Linked DNA regions of Rattus norvegicus: region 1 is linked to region 2. A link is a contact called in public Hi-C data. All regions are on one chromosome and are shown on one strand. The core of a region is the stretch at or near the end of the contact, and the rest is flanking DNA. Distances in the headings are between cores, read along the strand shown. Region 1 has its middle 170 kb from the start of Trib1. Region 2 overlaps LOC120093663 (a long non-coding RNA gene).

Region 1 (5,815 bases), core at 2,355-4,854, 54 kb before region 2:
TCTAAAAGGCTCCTGGGAAGGAAAGGTCACACCAAATTTCTAATCTGGGTGGGGTGGGGGGCACTCTGAGGAAAAAGGAATGTCCCACTCACTCCTCCATGCACCCCCAACCCCAAGGAATCTGAGCCACCACAGCAAGATCCTCGGGGTTCCTTATTAATGAGCCTGTCAAAGATTCTGCCCAGCTTCCACAGACCGTGGAAATAATTCATAGCGACAGAGCGTGTTTATGTGGGATGACTGCCAACCTCTGGTTTCTTCAGCCTCGGTGCTTCCTCTCGCTCCACTGACCAACCAAGGCCTGGGAGGAGTCTGCCCTCAGCGACAGAAGCCATAGAACACCCAGATCCTCCCTTCCCCCACTCCACTACCACCTGTCCCCAGCAGGGTCAAAGAAGCCACTCTCTTGGGCTCTGTATGGTCATCGCCTTGGCAACCAGGGAGGTTATTTCTCCCTCCTAACCCAGTAAAGGTCTGAGGGGGCTTTCAGGCTCCTGGTACATTTCTCAGAAATACACTGCAGAGGCTTGGCATGACCTCAGAGAGAATGCTAACCAGAGCACAGATGCAAAGAGCAGAGCTTGCCTCCTGCCTCAGCCCAGTCCTTCCTCTCTTCCTCACCCACAGCCATTATAGTATCTCACTTCTGGTGTTCCCGCAAAGGGGTCCTGAAGAAGCCCTGCTAAGCAGTGTACCATCTCTGCCTCTACCACAAAAGCCAAACTCACCCATCAAATGCAGGAAATGGTCAACTACATCACAGATAAGGCAAAGAGGAGCCATCCTCTCTGATTTAAAACTTTTAGCGCATCTTGTGACACCACAGTAGATAAGGCTCTACAGGTTGTACACTTGTGTTTAAACAGAGTTTGGGAGGGTTTGTAAACTGAAGTGTGTCCTCAGCAGCTAAGGAAAACTTCAGGGCATTTGCTCAAATGTAGGCAGCAGAGGGGTGGCTAAACTGAGTGAAGATTGCTACCCGATTACTAAGAACTAAGAAAGCTTCTAATGATTACCTGTACTGGGAGGGTCACTCAGCTCTTGAAAGTGCGAGTTAACTAGATAACCGTATTTGCTATACACTCAGTGGCAGCTTAGAGAGAATATGCACCAATACACATATCCACACATCTATGAGCATCCGAGGACCCACAGTCAAAAATACAAGTGCAGTCAATTATTCCTTGTAGTAGTTATGTTCCATTGAACTGCCATGAATATTTTAATTATTAAACCATGCTCCAAGGGGAAACAGAGAGTTAGGCTTTTCATAGCCTCTGGCCATAACATTTCATCAACCATCCAAACACATCCTTATTTGACGTGTTTTTATGAACAGTATCTTATTTAATAAACTCGATACATGCACACCAATTTCACAGGCAACAGCACTATCTCAGGCTGTAGGAAGTTTATCTAAGCGGCACATTCACTGTTCAAGTGAATAGAAGCCCCCTCTTAATTAGGAACATCAGACAACATTTATGGGGAGCACCTCACCCCCAAAAGAAAGCACAAAAATGGCCAAACCATGGAACTAAATGTCTCACAGAACATTTTACAGTATGAACTAAAGTGAGAAGCATGGACGTTGGTTTGGTCTACATCCTCAGGAGCATAGGTGTTAAGCTAGTCCAAATTTCACACCACAACCACGAATGGCTAAGAAAGTTCTTTAAGAACCTTCCTGGGGACCGCATGCAAACATTAGCACACGGGAGACTTTGAAAATATAGACTCTGCATGATAAAAATTGTGTGTATGTGCATATACAATAATCTATATGATTGTATAGGTATAAGCTATATTAAATGCATGTCTGTGGTCCCAGGATGCAGGCCATCAGGAACCACACGCTCCGGTGTTCTAGGACCCAACTGAATTGGCCTTGATGACTCCATAGGGCAGAGCTAGAGTTCTCTCTTAGCAGCACTGAAGCCAGCGCCCAGGCAAAGAGTGAAGCTCTTCCTGAGGGCCATGTCTAAAGCACCTCATGATTGCCCTCTAACCAAAAGTCATCCTTCCAGCAGCCTGCAAATCAGAGACAGCTGAGGCTCAAAGGCTCCCCCAGTGCCTGCTCCCTGAAGTCCATGCAGGCTGCCTCAGCTTCTGACTATTTCCATACCCTCACTGCTAGGCGCAGAAGATGGGCGCTTCATCTGATGCATCTGTCTGTGTTCTGAGCATCCAGCAAAGAACTCGGAGTCTAGAAACCCTTTAAACACAGAATCACTGAATGTTAGAGATCACCCCAGTCCAGGTTCCTCAAACTGAGGGTCTTGGACAGGTTAGAATGGTCAGAAATGCAGGCTCCCAGACACCTTCCTGCAACTGTGAATCTGAACTTGAGGCAGGCGACAATACTCTGCACCAGAACAAGTTTTCCAGTATATTCTAATAATGCCTACCATGTTTTCAAAGCTCTGTGCCAATTATGTACACCTCACCACACTTTTACAGATAGGACATTCAGGTGTGGCAACAGAACATGTGTCCTCAAGGTCACCCAGATAGCTAAGGCTAGCTGCGGAACGGAAGCCCAGCCACCACCTAACACTATGCTCCTTAACATTCCATGACAATGAGGACACTCACAGGTGCAGGGTGGAACTCAGCCCTGGTGTATCTCAAGACTGAGCCTCTTACTCAGAGCCCTCCCCTCTTCTCTCCTCTCCCTTCTGTCCTCTGGCACCTTCTCCTGTCTCTGTCTCTTCTTTCTTCCCCTTCTTTTCCCCACCCCATCTTGAGGAAATAGCTTAAGCTTTCTGTGAATCCATTTCCTTTGCGTATGAAGTGGGAATACACATACACACACTCACACACACACACACACACACACACACACACACACACATACACACAACATACAACACACATACGTACAACACACAGAGACATACGTGCAGACACATACACATACAGACACACACAGAGAACACATGCAGACACATACACAGACACACACACACACACCACATACCACACATACATACAACACACAGAGACACACATGCTGACACATACACAGACACAGACACATACATACAAACACACAGACACACAGAGAACACATGCAGACATATACACAGACACACATGCAGACACAGACACACAGACACAGACACACACACACACACACACACACACACACACACACATACACACACCATCTAGAAATTCAGTTCAAGTCAAAGAACCTATAGCTTCCAAACAGATGGGTGTGGTGTCTTAAACAGACCGATTTAGAGGAAAAGACTCAAGAATAAAACACACCCCCACCCAGAGTGACACAGCCACCTTCCAGCTTTCCTCCTATTAACCTGGCCCTCCTCCCGCCCTCCTCCCAGCCTCCTCCAACCCTCCTCCCTGTGTCTGCAGCAACAGCAAGAGCAGTGTCTCTCTCCCTGCAATGAGCAGAGTTACACTCACAGGCACCTAGGTGAATACTCTGGGAGGCAGCTAGGGTTTCTCAGAATGAGTCATTTTTTCAAAAATAACAAAACCTCTCGACATCACTTGATTTCAGCCTTCTCTTGTAACCTCTTTTGCAACTGCATTCCAAGCAAGCCTGACTTCTTTCTCAGGCCCAGGGTAAGGCCCACTCCCTGCTCAAGGACTTTGCTGGCAGACAAAGAGCTGGAACCCAGGCCCAGAGCTCCAGCTCTGCAGTGTGTCCAGAAGGCAGTGGGGCTGCAGAAGAGGCAGAGCAGTGTGGAAGACAGAAGGGCAGTGGGTGAAAGGGACAAGAGATGGGGGGGGGGGGAACTAGCTTGGCCTGGACCCACGGTGACTCACTGGACTTTGACAGACCTCGCTGTCTCTGTGTCTGCCCCACCCTCATTAGGATTGGCTAACCATCCTGAGAGCGATACCTACATTTGCTCAACAACCACAGTTTCACCCAGCACAGTGCCCTTCTCTGCCTCAGTGTGAAGTGAGAGCATCTCAGGCTCCCAGACGCTTAGAGATGCTGAAGGCTTTGCCCAGCCAGCCCCTGATGCTGACAGGACCACTGCCTCCATTTGCTGAGCCACACACTATACGGATGACATCTCATTTACTCTTTAGCCATCAGGGCCAGTAGATAGCTTTCTTCACTCTCCTTCCTAGACGGGAAAACCAAGGCTCAAAGAGGCTAAGTAAGTCAAGGTCACACAGTGAGTGACAGGGCTGTAATTGAAATCCACTTGGGTCTAGCCACGAGGCTTAGGTCTCAAGGCACCTTGCACATTCCTCTGCCAGACTTAGCATCTAACAAATGCTTTGCCTACATGGATCCTATGAGGCCCTTAAGGCATGGAGAGCAGTTTGTTTCTCTGCACCATCAGCATATAGCTTACTAATTAATAGAAAGAAAAAAAAAAACCACAGACTTGACCTCCAGCCTTCAGTCTACAGACATACCAACGGCCCCCAACACACACACACACACACACACACACACACACACACACACACACCATCATGCCTGCTCACAAACCCTTGAAAACTGGTGTGCCCAACTAGCCCGTTTAAATCCTATACTCCCCAGACCTAGCCAAGACTCTTCCCTCTCGGGTCTCAACTTCCCATCTCTGTAAACACAGAGTTGCAGAGGGGAACTAGGCTCTCAGTGCTGATGATTGTGGAAGCAAACTGGGTTCTCTAAAGAAAATAGAGCTTGGCATGGTTTTTTAGTTGAATAATACACGCTGACTGAACGGATAAAGCAAAGCCCTAATAGAATTCACACCATTGACCAAGTCCACTTTTGTTCCAAGACCCTTGCCCTAAGGCAATGCAAGCTACATGAATCTTAGTTCTGAATGGGTAAACCAGATGTAAAGTGTGTGTGTGTGTGTGTGTGTGTGTGTGTGTGTGTGTGTGTGTGTGTGGTGTTCCTCTGTTCCAATTTCTTTGCCTGTTGCTGTGATTTAAAAGAAAAATCCCTACAAAAAGCAACTCACAGGACAGAGGGTTTGTTTCAGCTCATAGTAAAGGCGTCTATCGTGATGGGGAATTCAAGGCACCGGGAACCTGAGGCAGCTGACCACAGCAGAGCCACAGTCAGGACACAGAGAGAATGCATTCTGGGCCTTAGCTTCCTTTTTCTACTCATTATTTACAGGATCCCAGCCAAATGTATATATGCATACGAATGCGCATGCAAATTCTTACATACAACATCCTCAGCCGTGGTTACAATGGGTTCCCCCACATGAGTTCACCTAGGATGCTCCCTCACAAGCATGCCCAGCTTCCACCTCTCAGATGATTCTAGCCTCGGTCAAGTTGACAATTAACACTAACAACCCCTTCATACCAATGACCCTCCACTGGGGTCAGTTTAGGTGCCCGTCACTTTCCTGTCGAATCTACCTTCTTATTGGTGTTGCCTGGGCAACACATACCTTGGGTCTGCCTCTCCCTTCAATACCCTCTGCTCCTGGAGGCTGTCAGCAGCTCAGCACTAATCAAGTCAGTGCATAGCAGCCATGAGATCACAGACCCTGCTCTATGAAGAGGCCCCTGCCCTTCTTGGGGTACATTAGCATACATCCTCCTTCTAGCAGCTTAAGAACCTTCTATAATTTTACTGGATTAGTAGTGTTTCTCTCCTTGTGCCCATTTTAAGTGTGAAGGAGCTGAGACAGGCACTTCTCAGTCCTGTGTAGCCAGAAGCAGAAGAGCCCACAGTCCAACTGTAATAACCTAGAGCAGCAATTCTCAGGGGGCAGTGACCCCTTTGGGGGTTGAATGACAAGAAGTACATATCAGATATTTACATTATGACTCTTAACAGTAGCAATACTACAGTTAGAGTTAAGAAGTAACA
Region 2 (5,770 bases), core at 2,762-5,261:
GGTTTTGCAAACTGTAGCCTCCAGTGCCCTGGGAGCCACATTAACCCTTCAAGGGTCTCTGAGAGAAAGGGTAAGGCAAGAAGGTAGAGATGCAGGCTATAGCCTTCTCTCTACCAAGAAGCTCTGATTTCAGCTGAGAAGACTTTATTCTGGAATCCCAGCACTAAGCCTTCTAATCATAGGATACACAGCAGTACTGTAACATACAATATGGCCCAAATTAAGATGAGGAGACATGTGACACATACCTCTAATCTTAGCACCCTGGAGGCTGAGGCAGGCAGATCTCCAGTTTAAGGCTAGCCTAACCTACACATCAAGACAGTACTTCAAACACCAAAAGCAAGCAGAACAAGACAACATGAGTTGTCTCAAATAGAAACGTGAGATGGTTAGTTCTAAATAGAACAAGTCAGAATGTTGAATGTATAAAGTAACAAGTGAAGGGCTCCAGGCTTCTTGGAAGAGGTGATAATTAAGATAAGTCATGGAAAATGGGGGGAAAGGAAGAACCAGTGTTCCAGGAACACATGAAGCAAGGGCAGATCCTGGGAGGGTTGGGGCCATAGTCCATGAACTATTAGAGGTAGTGACCTTTGCATAGTCAAGCTCAGGGTCACAAGCAGGCAGACTACTTTTCTTTAGTATGTTCCTTGCTTTTGGATGTTTACCTGTATATGCTGCTTCCCTAATGAAGGTTAACTTTCAGGTTTATCCTCCCATCAATTAGCCCTTGACATTAACTTTATTAGGAGCTGTATGCGCACAACATCTACTTATCACCATAGTCAAGTGGTATCTGAAGCTTTCCATCTCTTCCCACATCCGTATTCTTGGACAATACACTCTCTGGGTTTGGGATGTTTCAGTCAACATAAAGTGAATAGCATGACTAACTCAAGGGCTAAAAAAACTGCTTTCCTATGAAGTACCAGTCACCAGTGTGTAAGCCCAGGCCAGCCTGCTGGAAAACTACATAATGTTCCAGTCTAGCCACTCGCCAATAACCAGCCAACCACTGACCCTTGAATGAGCCCAACCAAAACCATCCAAGCATAACCTAGACCGCAGACCTGCCTACAGAACCTTGAACTAAATAACTATTGCCAGACCAAAGTCTTAGGGGGATTGTGGATAACAGAAATTATATTAACTGTGTAGCTCTTGAACAAAGAGACCCAACTGCAAAGTTGACCAACTATGTACAAAAGGTCACTCTTCTATTGTTTTGTTTTGGGTTTTCAAGACAGAGTTTTTCTATGCAGCCCTGGCTGTCCTCACATTCAACTCTATAGACCAGGCTGGCCTCAAACTCAGAGATCCACTTGCCTCTGCCTCCCAGGTGCTGGGATTAAAGGTAAGTGTCACCACTTCCTGGCCAAAGGGTCGTTTCATAAGTGAAATGTATGTAAAAATCATGCCATGGCTGAGGACAGCAGACTCTTCTTACAGCAATTTTATAAAGAGTTTTGAACTTCTGACCACAAGACACCCACCTAAAACTCACTAAGGCATAATGCCATTGTGAGGTCACAACAACATTCCTTTTTGAGGTCATAAAACATCTCGTAGTGACCAATTAAGTTTTATTCAACATTTATGTATCTTTACAACACAGCTATTGCTTCCATTTTTCCACAGGCCTTTCCTTGGAGGTATTCATGAAGCATAAGGCAGGAGCAGTTCCTGTATTTGTTACGTTTATGTGGCTGCGCACCAGAATTCTGACAGAGACAAGAAAGCATGATTAATTCCAGCTCCTGGTTTCAGGGGACTCTCTGCCTGGAATCACTTGGCCCCATGCACTGTGGCAGAGCATCATGACAGCAGGAGTTATGTGAAGCCTGATAATGTCACAGCAGGCAAGAGGCAGAGAGAGCAACAGGAAATGACCTCCCGCCACCTAGCTACTACCAGGCAAAGTTTCCAGAACCTACTGAAACACCATCGCCAGCTCGGCACCAAGTACTGAAAACACACCCCAGTCAGGGAGCGCTTCAGATTGAAAGCAGAACATCCTCCTACCTGAAAGGCATCTCCTAAAAGGATCTCCCAGTCACACACATCCCCTCATTGGTCCCACAGCATCCTCGTAGGTGATTGTGGTTAACACAGCTCACAACTGAGGTCATGAGCCATAGAGACGTTAACTGACCACAGTTCTAAGTCCCTGTGTTCAGCACCCAGCTCTCTGGTCCTCTGCTCTGTGTTGCACTTTCTCTGACAGACCTAGAGCCAAGGCATTTGAGGAACTCACACTGATCAGTGGTGCTTTCCTTACTCAATCCTCTGGTGCAAAAACTGAAGGATACCAGGTAGCATTCACGTAGCATTTGGTGACTGCGAGTGCAGCTAATACTGTTCGGGACTGTTTCATGTGCACGGCCCATTTAAAAGCCTTACCACAAGCCTATGATTAATTGTCTCCATCTTATTAATAAAGCAAGGTCCGTAACGACTAGGTCAGATGACCACCACCACAAGCAAATAGGTATCAACCCAAGTTTCATGGGTGTGGTAGATGCTGGCAAGCCAGGAAGTGACACTTTACCGGGGCCACTCCACTGAGACCTCCATCCTTGTTTGAATAAGATGAGGGCCTTCCATGACACAGACAGGAGAGTTTCAGAAAACTGGAGCCGGTGATCACGAGAGTTGGGTTAGAGATGGTGTGTATCAGTAGACCCCAGGCCACATTTAGACTACTTTGGAGCACGGTATACTTTCAAATAAAATGGAGTTTGCTTTGCATTGTCCAACTACTCCTAGGCATGGGGGCTGCCCTAGAGCATGATTGGCATACCCAGCAACACTCCTTTTGTTCCTGGGTATTAATTGCAAAGAACTTCTTTAGGGGTGGGACTCTGTGTTCTGGAACCCTGTCTGGCTTCGACCTATGCAAGTCTTGTACATGAGATCACAGTTAAATCAGGAGACATTTCACAAAGAGCTCTCCTTTTGGCATTTGTTTTTGTCTCTTTTGAGTGTGGGTGTGTTGTGTGCATTCGAGCATATGTAGATTCACATGTGTGCAGGTGAGTGTGCACTGCCAAGATTGATGCCGACTTTTTTCTAACACTCTTCATCTTCTACACTGAGGTAAGGGTTCTCACTAGACCTAGTGCTCACTGTTTTAGGCTGGTCTAGCAAGCCCCCTTGCCCTGAGGATCACATCTCTTATCTCCCACATGCTGAGATTAAGGACGGAGCACCATGCCCACCTGGCTTCTAATGGATTCTGTCTTCTCACTTATGCATCAAGAGACCTACTGACCCATCTCCCCAGACCCTATTTCTTGGCATTTCTTAAAACTCCAGGAGATATGGTCCCCTGGTTTCATGGGCATTCAGGTGTGCCAGTAATCCAATTGGTTTCAGGTCAGTAAGTAGCCTGTAGCCACTGGGCTGTGTCATCCTGATAACAGTCACCCTCCGTCCTCTGCAGTTCACATGTGTCTGCATGTGCTAAGCCTAGCCTAGCTGGCTCCTTTCTGTGCCTGACCAGATGTTAAGTGCACTGGAGTATGTGACCTGGCTTATCAGCATCACCCTGATTCACTAGAGCATGGTGGAAACTTTTTTTCTGCACCCTTGAGTCACCCAGGCAGCTCTGAAGGTGCCCAGGACACACCTGAGCCCAGTAAAGTGACAAACTCTGGAAGTAGGTCTGGGGTGTGAAATTCACCAGATGGCCAAGTAGTCAGGGCTGACCAAAGTTCAGCATGCCTGCCAGTCATCGGGAGAAGAGTCAGAACAGTCAGCTGGCTGGGCCAGGGCTGAGAGTCCACATTTCCCACCAGTTCCAAGGGGAAGCAGTGCTCACTCTCCAGGGACCACACAGAAAGCCATAAGGGACTGAACATGGCTCCTCCTAGCCTGCGCTCGTCCAGTCTGAAAAGTTCCCTATACAGTTGCTATCTCCTTTGAGATTGGCTCACACATGTAGCTGGGAAGCCTAGAGAAGGGTGAGGCCCCAATGAATCAAGAGCACCTAACTCTCCACCCCTTTATTCCCACCACTTCCCTTCTGCCATCAGAGGGAACTCTTCCTTCTACCCAAGTGACGCCTACTGCTTACTCGCAAGGGTGATATCCTGAAACCAAGTCAGCCCTTGCAGGACCCATTTCTGGATGCAGGGGTCTCTTCAGAGTGGCCATTCTCTGTGGAAAGGGCTTTTATTTTATGAGGGCAGGTGGCAGCAGCAAAGACAGCATCAGGCTCAGCCCCCGAAGGGAAGGAACTAACAAAGAAAAAGAGTCCCACCAGAGGCTGCAGCTTGGTGCTAAGGCAGCCTCCCTCTCTGAAGAGGGTACCCCACAGTGCCTGAGTCAGAGGGCTGTGAGCTCAGCCCCAGGCTGGCGGGCCGGGAGGGTGAGTCAGAGGGTGTGGAGAGAAGTGAACCTCTTCCCTGGCCAAATATGGGCTCTGCTCTGCTCTGTCTTGCCATCCTCACTGCCAGAGGCTGACAGCTGCATCTGCTCCACAGGACAGTGAGGTCCCTGACAAAAATGGAAACTATTCCTCCCTCCACTCGCCCCCTCCCCTCCCAGGCCAGTGGGTGGCATTTTGCTGTACACTATCCAAGCACCTTGCACTCTCAGCCTCTCCCACCTGCACATTTGCTCACCCCATCTTGTGATCAGTAGTGTAAAACAGAGAAGAACCATAACATGCGTTGAGTCTGTGGTTTTTTTCTCATGACAGAGACCTGCTGGGATATCGCAGACCCTGGAGCACCATCCCAGGATGGGAGGCGAGAAGGAAAGAGTCTGCACCCAACACAAAATGAAGAACATGATAGATCTGATCAACTATTCAGTTGTTTAAAGGAAGGGTTGGAGAGAGAGAGAGAGAGAGAGAGAGAGAGAGAGAGAGAGAGAGAGAGAGAGAGAGATTTTTCTGCCAACAGACTTAATTCCTTGAGGAAATACCTTACATAGCATACTTTATATGACAGGCAGTGCTCTAAAAATCTCAAATTAGCTCACTTACCAAGAGGCTTCCCTCATATATTGTCACCACCAGCTCCTGAGGACAGTGCTGATATTATAAGACCCATTTTACAGGTGAAAAGTCTGAGGAACCTGGGACTCAGTAGGCAATGTACTTGAGTCATGCAGACAGCATATGGAGCCAGCACGCCAAGTCTCCAAACCCCAGTCTCACACTCAGCACCCTAGGTTTGATTCATCTCTGTGTCTCCGATGTCCCTCAGAGTGTCTGGTGCAGCTGGACAATATTGACCATGGACCAAGTAGAATAATTCATAAGTATGTGTTTCCCAAGTAGACAGTGGGTTCTGTAGTGGTGAATTTTTAGCTACGCCATTTTTGGCTCCATGAGGGTCATGTGCTTTCAGCCACCCACCCAAGAACTCTTCAGATTCATGAATGGAAGACACACACACACACACACACACACACACACACACACACACACTGGCTCGTTTTTAATATGCCATCTAACTTAAAGCCTGGGCAGCTCTAATCCTCCCGCAGTTAGCATACATTTCCCATCAGTACTCATGGCTTACCACCTTCTAAATCTACCTATAGCTTTATTGCCCTGTTACCTTCTGTGAAGCCCATTGGTCTTCTGGGCAACCCTTCTGGGGAGCCACTTTCCCTTTCCTCCTACATTTCAGATGATCCTCCCTCTGCAGCTCTAAATGTCTTCCTTCTCCCACAGCATCATGGTGATCCTCCGTCTCCTCCACTCCGTGTTCTAGCCCATGTAAGTCTAAGGGTCCTGTTCTGCCTCCCCTTGGAG

The links. A called contact is a pair of places that touch in the nucleus more often than the background predicts.
Region 1: a Hi-C map of Schwann cells shows a contact between it and region 2, with 3 times the contacts expected there. The contact joins two enhancer-like sites. A contact is called at or near these places in 2 of 12 Hi-C or Micro-C datasets (Schwann cells and kidney).

What each region holds. Positions count from the first base shown.
Region 1 is chr7:93,265,745-93,271,559 of GRCr8, reverse strand. No RefSeq gene overlaps it. Among named protein-coding and RNA genes, the nearest start is that of Trib1, 170 kb to the right of the region's middle. Within about 2 kb of position 3,604, at least 22 of the 93 cell types and tissues checked have an H3K27ac peak or open chromatin away from gene starts, as enhancers often do. A contact at or near this core is called in Schwann cells, where this site is marked.
Region 2 is chr7:93,211,807-93,217,576 of GRCr8, reverse strand. The region is part of intron 2 of LOC120093663 (a long non-coding RNA gene); the gene reads right to left. Among named protein-coding and RNA genes, the nearest start is that of Trib1, 120 kb to the right of the region's middle. Within about 2 kb of position 4,011, at least 27 of the 93 cell types and tissues checked have an H3K27ac peak or open chromatin away from gene starts, as enhancers often do. A contact at or near this core is called in Schwann cells, where this site is marked.